Linked DNA regions of Urocitellus parryii: region 1 is linked to region 2. Evidence: chromatin contacts called from public Hi-C data. All regions are on one chromosome and are shown on one strand. Each heading gives the region's core, a stretch centred on a gene start, on an enhancer-like site or on the middle of the called end of the contact. The rest is flanking DNA. Distances are from core to core; before and after follow the strand shown. Region 1 holds the start of Fbxo15 (F-box protein 15). Region 2 holds the start of LOC113182685 (cytosolic non-specific dipeptidase).

What was found. A called contact is a pair of places that touch in the nucleus more often than the background predicts.
Region 1: a contact with region 2 is called in a Hi-C map of liver, with 3 times the contacts expected there. The contact joins the promoter of Fbxo15 here to the promoter of LOC113182685 in region 2. A contact is called at or near these places in 2 of 2 Hi-C or Micro-C datasets (liver and muscle).

What each region holds. Positions count from the first base shown.
Region 1 is chr13:4,379,473-4,383,731 of mUroPar1.hap1, reverse strand. It overlaps Fbxo15 (F-box protein 15), which reads right to left and starts at 2,668. Exons shown (of 10, transcript XM_026388695.2): 1 at 2,532-2,668. The coding sequence starts at 2,668. Timm21 (translocase of inner mitochondrial membrane 21) reads left to right here and starts at 3,318. Exons shown (of 6, transcript XM_026388678.2): 1 at 3,318-3,839. The coding sequence starts at 3,539.
Region 2 is chr13:4,114,803-4,119,244 of mUroPar1.hap1, reverse strand. It overlaps LOC113182685 (cytosolic non-specific dipeptidase), which reads left to right and starts at 2,727. Exons shown (of 12, transcript XM_026388690.2): 1 at 2,727-2,754.

The DNA.
Region 1 (4,259 bases), core at 1,419-3,918, 260 kb before region 2:
ATTTTTCCCTTCAGAGGTCTTTTTCCATGTTTGATAAGATTTTAAATTTTGACACTGTTGAAAGCACATTTCCATTCTTCCTAAAACCAACTGTACATTGTTAAGAGCCATACATTAGCATATCAGTTAAGTTGTATGCATGTTCTCCTGAGATCTAGGTCTGAAGACACAAGTGGTGTGAAAATACTTTGTATACAATCAGTGACTTGAAAAACTGTGCTCTATATGTGTAGTATGAAACGAGCTACAGTCTGCCATCGTGTATAGCAAGTTAGATAAATAATTTTTAAAAAGATCTATGTCTGATATACTTACTGGAGCATATTTGGTTTAAAACACTTTTTTTTCAAGTGACAAATTTTTGCCTGATAACTTTGAATAAGTTTAATATTTTAAAAATCTAATTTCTCTGCCTTACTAAAAAGTATCTAGTAAATCAAATCAATTAGGGTAGATAAAAACTGAGCCAACTTGATACATGTGCTGCTGTATTTCTTACAGGGTGACAGTTATATGTAGACTATTAAAAAGGAAACCATTGATTCCTTATTCACATCAGTTTTCCACAATAAGACATTAAAAGTAATGCTTTGTTGATGCAGCTATCCACTCCTTGTCATTTACCCAAAAGAACTGAAATTAGCATACTATAGGGATACATACATACCAATGTTTATAGCAGCACAATTTACAATAGACAAGTTATGGAACCAGCCTAGGTGCCCATCAATAGAAGAATGTATATAGAAAATGAGGTATGAATACACAATGGAGTTCTACTCAGCCATAGAAAAGAATGAAATTGTGCCATTTGCTGGTAAATAGATGGAACTGTAAAAACATCATGCTAAGTGAAATAAGACTGAGAAAACTAAGGGTTGAATGTTTGTTCTGATATGCAAAATATAAAGAGAAATAAGGAATTAAAAAGGGGGACCTCATGAAAACAGAAAGCAGAACATTGGAGTAGAGAAAGGGGACTGAGGGAGGAGGGTTGGAAAAGGGCAAGAACTGTGGAAAGAAAGTATTCTATATGCTTGTATGAGTATATCATCATGAATTCCACTTTATGTATAACTGTAATGCACGGGTTAAAAAATAAATAGAAGGAAGACCAACAGAATAGAGGTAGGGGATCAGGAGGGAGAAGACATATAAGGGGGTAGTACTGGGGATATAAACAGCACCAAATTGTATTAAATGCCATTCATATGTCAAAATGAACTCCACAACTGTGTTAAACTATAATGCACTTTTTAAAAGTAGCTTCTCAAACCAGAGTTATTCTATTTTTAGCAGCTGACTTCCATTTACCAAGTAGCATCTATACATGTTCACACCACAGGCTGAAATGCAGTTTCCCATGCCAGGCATAATGACTGGCACTGAAGTGAACATCATTCCACCAGGAAGTTCACTCAACTTACAAAGAAAAGATTCATCATATAAAAGTCATTCTGCTTCCCCCAACAGAGCACTACATAAAAACTAATTTTAGTAATTGAGGCAAACTGACTTAAAGCTTAACTTTCCTACTGAAAAGCCAGTTTTTCTGTTCTGCGTAATAACTTTTGCAAGCACTGTGACCTTTGGTTTGCCACAGGGTTGCGCTTTATCCAGCACTATAGCCTTTCAAACAAGAACTGCGGTCGTGGCACTGAAGAACCGGGCTGTGCGACGCGGAGTAGCGGAGACCAGGGAGGACAGAAGCACTCCTCCAGCCAGGGGAGGGGGGGGGGGACTTGAGGTAACATCGAAGGCTTCAAGACAATTGGCCTTTCGCTCCGTAGCCCAACAGCCTTGGGAACAGGGAATCCTCAAGAACGTAGGATCCTAGCATTATTCCTGCACAGAATAACGGGGGCAGGGCCAGACACAGCCGGCGAGGAAACCGGGAGGCAGTGCGGTGCCTCAGCAGCGCGCAGGCGCTCGGGACCTCCCGGATCGAGTCCCCTCCTAGGGTCAAACCGGATTCGGCTGGAGGGCGGCGCCTCCCTCTCCCAGCCCGGCCCCCCGGCCCCCCACACTGCAGAGAGGCCTCCCTGGGTCCGCAAGCCTAAGAGAGGCGGCGGCAGGGCAGGGTCCTGTGTGGAACTGGCGACCTGGCCCGCGGCGGCGGCGCAGCGCCTCCCCGACCAGCCTCCACCAGAGGACCGTGCCGGGGAGCGACGGCGCCCAGCCGCCAGCAGGTCAGCCCCGGGGAGGTCCCGGGGTTGCCCCTCCTGGCCCACACCTAGGGCAAGGGGTGATTCCCGCCCCAGACTCCTGCAGACACTGGCAGAGCCTGCCGCGCGGGCAGCGCTGGGCTCTTCCCGGGAAGTACCAAAGAGTAGGAAACCCACTTTTCCAGGGTGAGGGGACCTTTCTACCGTCCTGCACCCTTTCCCGCGTTTAAAAAAAAAAAAAAAAAGCGCGCCACCAGTCACGTGGCGACGTCCGACCAATAAAAGCACTCGCTCGAGAGCAGCAGGCGGGGACGTCCGCCAAGGGTTCACGGGTGGGGTAGACACGCCAGTGGACCCCACAGTCACCTGAACCCGGTGGCCCCGGCACGCCACGCGACCGGCCCCGCGCTGCCCCGCGGCCAGCCGCCACCCTGGAGGGGCCCGCGCTGCGCCTGGAGGCCAAGCCAGTGCTGCCTCAGGATCCGCCCGCGTCCGGTCGCCATGGAGACCTGGTGGGGCCCGCCCAGCGGCGCGACGCTTCGGAGAGCACCTAGGCTCTGCGCACGCGCAGAAGCGCGGCCGCCTTCGCGCGTGCGTACACTGGCGCTACTGACGTTGTCGCCTAGCTACCAGATGGGAGTTCTAGACGCTTCGGGGCTGGCTTCTTTCCCAGGCCCCCGTCGTTCTGATGCCCAGGACGCCAGGCGTCAAGTCCGCCGCTGGGACTTTACGACACCTTTGCCTGCTTTTTGGCATCCCTGTTCATTTTCACTTGGCTGTTGTCTGGTTTTCTTGAGAAAAAAACACAGAAATGAAATTATTTGCCAATAAGTTCAAATGGGCCACCATGAGGCGAAGGATTCTCCAGTTAACACAGCCTTCTCCAGAACGATCAGGAGAACACACAGTTTACATCTGCTTATTTGATTCTTGCAACCTCTGCTGGACCTACCAGGACTGAGGCACAAGTTCCTGCGGCCCCTCCCCCTGCCGCCGGATGATGCGCGGCGCATGCGTGGCCATACGCGCAGAGGCCTCTGGGAGGCGCGGAGAGGGACAACGCGCTTGGCCGCCTTGCATTGTGGGAGATGCAGTGCTTGCCGCGGCCCTCGCGTGGCCCCCCAGTGTGCAGCACGGTCCGGGAACTGCCATTCCCAGACACCCAGGGGTTTCCCAGGCTGCTCTGCGGAGCAGTAGGGCGTGAATGTCAGCGCGGAAGGGTCAGGGCGCTCTCCAGCAAGTTGGAGGCCGGGAGGGAGGCGAACGCCGTGGAACGTGAAGGTGTGGATTTGTGCGTGGCCGGCCAGTCGTGTCGTGGATTGCGAAGCTTTGCTGCTTCGTGGCGTCCCTGAGCGGGACGGCTTTCTGTGAACATGATCTGTACTGTCCTAAGAGCTCTGCAGTACGCGGAGAGGCTGCACAGGTCCTCGGGGAAGCGGCTGTTGCTGCCAGACCGTGGGCTTCACAGGGCTGCCTTGAAGACTCAGCCCAGTTTGAGGTGGGGCTTGCGAGAGCCGAAGAAAACGGCGCAACCTAGATCTGTTCTTGGACTCGTCCAGAAAACGATCTGGACACAGGGACCGAGCCCCTGCAACGCACAGGAGGACCGCCGCAAGCAAGTGTCGGTGCACAGAGATCCGAGAGCGGAAACCGCAGTCTCAACCTCCCAGAAAGGTAAAGGCGGTACTTGCCTTCCAGTCAACCTGACAAGAGCTGACCATGTCCTTCTACCAAGTTTACACCTAAGGAGGGGAAAACGATTCAACGGAAGAACCGTTAAACTGTTTAGGACCAGGTTTCAAAAATTCGAATTTAGATATATGGAAGTTGATCTTGAATTTGATCATTTTGTTGCATACTGTCTAGGAGATTTTTCTCAGCATGTGTTTCAATGCCTATGAGAAAGAGAAATTGGATAGGATAGATTGAAGAGAGAGAGATTATCAAGTTACAACCAATAGGAAAAACTCAGTAATCACTTCATGGAATAATTGATGCTGTTCCCAGATACTGAGCTACACTTTGTAGACTACAAAATGAAAGACATCCAGAACATCCCTTGCCCTCACACATTAGGTGCAGTAATAGAACATA
Region 2 (4,442 bases), core at 1,478-3,977:
TTAACATATTTTAGAAATAAAGTATTTTAAAATTGAAATATGTACATTTTTAAAAAATTTATACTATTGCACTCTTAACATTGTAAACCTAACTTGTATACATTGGGAAACCAAAATTTTTATATGACTTGCATTATTGTGATATTCACTTTATTGTGGTGAACCCAACACACAGTATCTCCAAGGTCCAGCTGTGCTGTTTTACAAAGGGCCTGTGGAATATACCAGTGAAGTCCTGCAGGTAAGAGGAATTGGGAGCATTTGGAACTGAAGCATTTGGATTAATTGACCCCATGGAAACCAACATGGAGCCAGAGACTCCTAGAGACCAACTATGGGAGGACTAGAATTTACCAGCCTCCAAGGTTAGGGTGGTGTGGAGTCCTTTACAGTTGTCCCTCCTAATCTCCTTATACTGCTTCCTTCTTTCTTCCACTCTATCTGGCAATTATTCTCTGAAAAAGTCACCAACTACTTCTCTGCATCAAGGTTTCTGGAGAATAATTACTGTCTCCAAAGAGGTTTCTGTTCCCAGGAAAATTCTTCGTTTTCCAGAAGGGTGATTATTCCCATTGTTGGCATGTTGAGTGAAACGGGGTTTATAAGAACGCAACCAGATTCTGGAGATTAAACTCTATCTCCTGCTGGAAACTGAAAATTGCAGCCACTGGAAGCCTGAGCTAATGTTGCTTGAATAGATTAATAATCAATCGTAAGTTCCATAATGCTTACATTTCCTAAGTTCTCATTATTCCCCTTTCCAAAGCACCCAACCCCTGGCCACCTATGTTATGGCTTGGATGTTAGGTGTCCCCCCAGATCTCCTGTGTTTCTGCAGGAATGTTCAGAGGTGAAATGACTGGATTGTGAGACTTGTCATCTAATCAGTCCTTTCTAGTTTGAATGACTAGATGGTCACTGTAGGCAGATGGGACACGGCTGGAGGAGGTGGGTCAATGGGGTGATTTCTCTAAAGGATTATCTTCCCTGTGGCCCCTTCTTCCTTCTCTTTCTGCTTCCTGATCCTCCGTCCTCCATTGGGACCTTCCCCCATGATGTACTGCCTCATCTTGGGCCAGACCAAGGAAGTCGGCCTTCTATGGACTGAGACCTCTGAAACCCTGAGCCCCAATACACCTTTCCTCTAAGTTGTTCTTGTCAGGTATTTTGGTCACAGCCACACAAGAGTTAACTAAAACACCCATCTCCATATTTCTCTCCTAGTTTTCTCTCATAATGTCCCTGTTCCCAAATCCAGCAGAGAAGACTAGAAACATATTATCTATCTCCTGACAACTAAGGCCAGATTCATTGCTATGCAGCCACCTGCAATGCACCCTTTACCAGAGATGAAATGGATGTGCAGGGCCACCTGCTGGAAATTCAAAGCAGCACACTCTACTCAGATGCTAACTCATTTACTGACCAGTTGTGTAGGGCAGTGGACTTGTGACTGACTGATACCCAAGGCACAGGCTTTCTCAGGAGGGCTCAGAGTTTAAAGGGCATCACTTTCCAGCTCTCAAATCCCACGGGGGATTTCCCCTAGAATTGACAGGCCAGGAAACACACAGGTAGCAGAGCAGAGCCCTGCTGTTCCTCCTGGTCACAGACTGTCCTGAGAGAGGATGCACAGGCAACACTTACAGAGCCCTCACTCAAAGCCAGGCATTGTTGTAGCTGCTGTGCCTTTACCAGCTCATGGAAAACTTCTCAAGTTCTAGACAAAGGCGCAAGTCCAAATTCAACTCTCATTGGAGAATGCCTCCTTAATTGAGGTCTGGAGCATATAGGCATCTTTTTCAGGATAGGATCTATAAAGTTCTCCTTTGTAATAATTAACATATTTCCAGGAAAAAAAGCGTTCTACATTAAGAATAAAACTTACACTTTCTTAATATTTATTGAGATTCATAATTAACTACTGTTTATCAGATGATGATTAAAATTGTAAACGCACATTTCTGTACCTGCCCCCAAATGTGAAAGGTGTACAAGCTTTGCAAAATTCTTTTGAGAATACTCTTATAAAAAGATTAGCAGACCGCGGAACAACTTCCAGGGTTAAAAAGGGAAGCAGCAGATACTCAAATCGTGGTGGGTATGCTTGCTTTCTTCATGAATTCCTGGAATTGTGAAACTTAAACAGACTTCTCTTGGGAGTGGTGATAGTGCATGTGTTGCAATCAAGTATCTCAAACTGGAATGTACTTGAAAGTGTGGCTTGCAGAATGCTACTCCTTGGATTCTGCTGGTACAGCGGTGCAAACACAGGTCTCGGTGGAAAACATCAGGTCCAAAGCCTGGGAACTCAGAAAACGCAAGCTAGGTTCCTCAGTTTCGGACTTCAAAGCTGCACTGAAGATCTACACGACCTCTCGCACCCCACAGTCGAAGCACCACACCCCCGACCAACCCCGGCGAGAGCCGGGAAGCCCAGCTCTAGACCACCGCCCGGGGCCAGCGCTCCAGGGCGACCGGCCTTCACGCCATTCAGCCCCGGCAGACTTTATGCCCCGCCCTCACCGCGCGCTAGCGGAGGAGGGGCGGGGCAAGACGAGGCCCGGGATTGGTGGGCGGGGCATGTGGAGGGGCGGGGCGAGACAGTTCGACTAGGACGAGGATTGGTGGGCGGGGGGTGGAGAGGGGCGGGGCAAGACAGTCCTGGACGAGGCTGGGGATTGGCGGGCGGGGTGGGGCGCGGGCCGCTTGAGGGCGTGGCCTTGGACACGTGGTGCGGAACCGGCGCCTTGGGTGAGCGGGCCTCATTGGCTGGACCTTCCTTCTCTGGTGGGCGATCCGGGCCTCTGGCGCCCAGGCGTGAGGGCTCGCGCAGCTGCAGGAGTCGCACTCCTTGGTGTGGGAGCGTCGGGCCCCAGGCCGCAGCCGGTGAAGCCCGGCTGTCCCGAGCGCGGTCGGCGGTAGAGGCCCTAGCGGGGTCGCGGATCGGAAGGGGCCTCTCGCGCCGCATCCCGAGGGGCCAGCCGAGCGTCCGGGCGGGTGAGGGGACCTGCTCGACCGCGCCCGGGCTCCGGCCTGCGTGGCGACCTGGTGCAGGTGGGGTGGCGGGGAGCAGCGTGCAGCTGGTGCTGCCCTGGGGAGGTCTGTGGTGCTCAGCCTTCTGCAGACACGCTCAGGCCTGGCTCGCCCTGGCGCTTGAGGCGGAGGATTCCCCAGCGGCGGGGACATTCCCTCGCCAACTCGCTGGTGTGGCAGGCCCCTTACTCCATCACCTGTTTCCTCTGTAAAATGAAGCCTGTGCCTGGTCCCCTGCACTAATGCCCTTGAGTCCCGGGGCCCCACAGAGGGGGCCACCAGTGTGGTTGGCTTCTGGAGAGGCAGCCTGGTTCAGACTCTGGGTAACGAAATCAGGAGAACCCCTCCTGGGACCCGTTCCGGATAGCCTGTGTTGTCTCAGATGTTGGCAGGGAGGAGTGGCAAAAAGTAGTTTCGTGATATGTTTAGGATGAAATTCTAGAATAGGCAAATAGGAGATCGATCCCCACCCGCGGTTTAGTGAGGGTAGTAGTTCTCTAACATATACCTTGAGGTCTCAGGGGAAAAAGATTGACACTCAGAATTAAAAGAATCATTTGTGTATATCGCTGCCTAGTTCATATCATTTCTCCTTCCCCTCTTAGCAGCCTCTATTTAAATGTTGCTCCCCATGAACTTTATATTTTTAGAGGGGAGGAAGCCTGTCATATATTTGGAGGGATAATATATTGCTTTTGTTCTTTCCTACATACTGCGTTTACCTTAGTGAGTTTCATCAAGTCACATAAAAGTGGTTCCATTTAGTGGCTTTGGTGTTAGTGGAGGTGAAACAGAAGTCAAGTACTGAGTGGGAGACCAAAAATCGGAACCTGCCCAACCTGCTCTGCTTTCTGACAGTTAATATAGGGGAGGTGCTTTGAGCAGTCCTTGTGGTAACTGAACAATCTGTATCTGTTTACTCTTGGCCAAGAGGCACAGCTTAGACAATTACATCTTTGAGTGCTTTAGAAAGCCATTAGTTAATTGACTAAAAAAAAAAACAATACTAATGAGATGATTCCACAGTGAGTTTGGAATTTGTGGTATTTAGTGACCAGAAACTCAAAGGAAAAGCACCCAGTGTAGGATATGGTCTGGCTGAACAAGATTTCATCTCATGTAAATAGGTGGCTTCTCTGTGTGCATTTTCTGGTGACAGATGGCTGAAATTTGACTCATTAACACTCATAAAGATGCCTCAGCAGCATTCATGGACTTTGTTCTACTTGAGACTCTTTCCCATGAATGCCTAAGCTGGGGCATTACGAGTTGGCCCAGAGTATGGAAATAATCATGCTTTCTTGCTAGTGTCTGTGAGGAAGAAGGGGAAAAGGACATTGAGAGCTTCGTGGTGTGATCTCCTACCCATATAGAAAGCACATCTGCCCTACTGTGCAGCTGGAGAA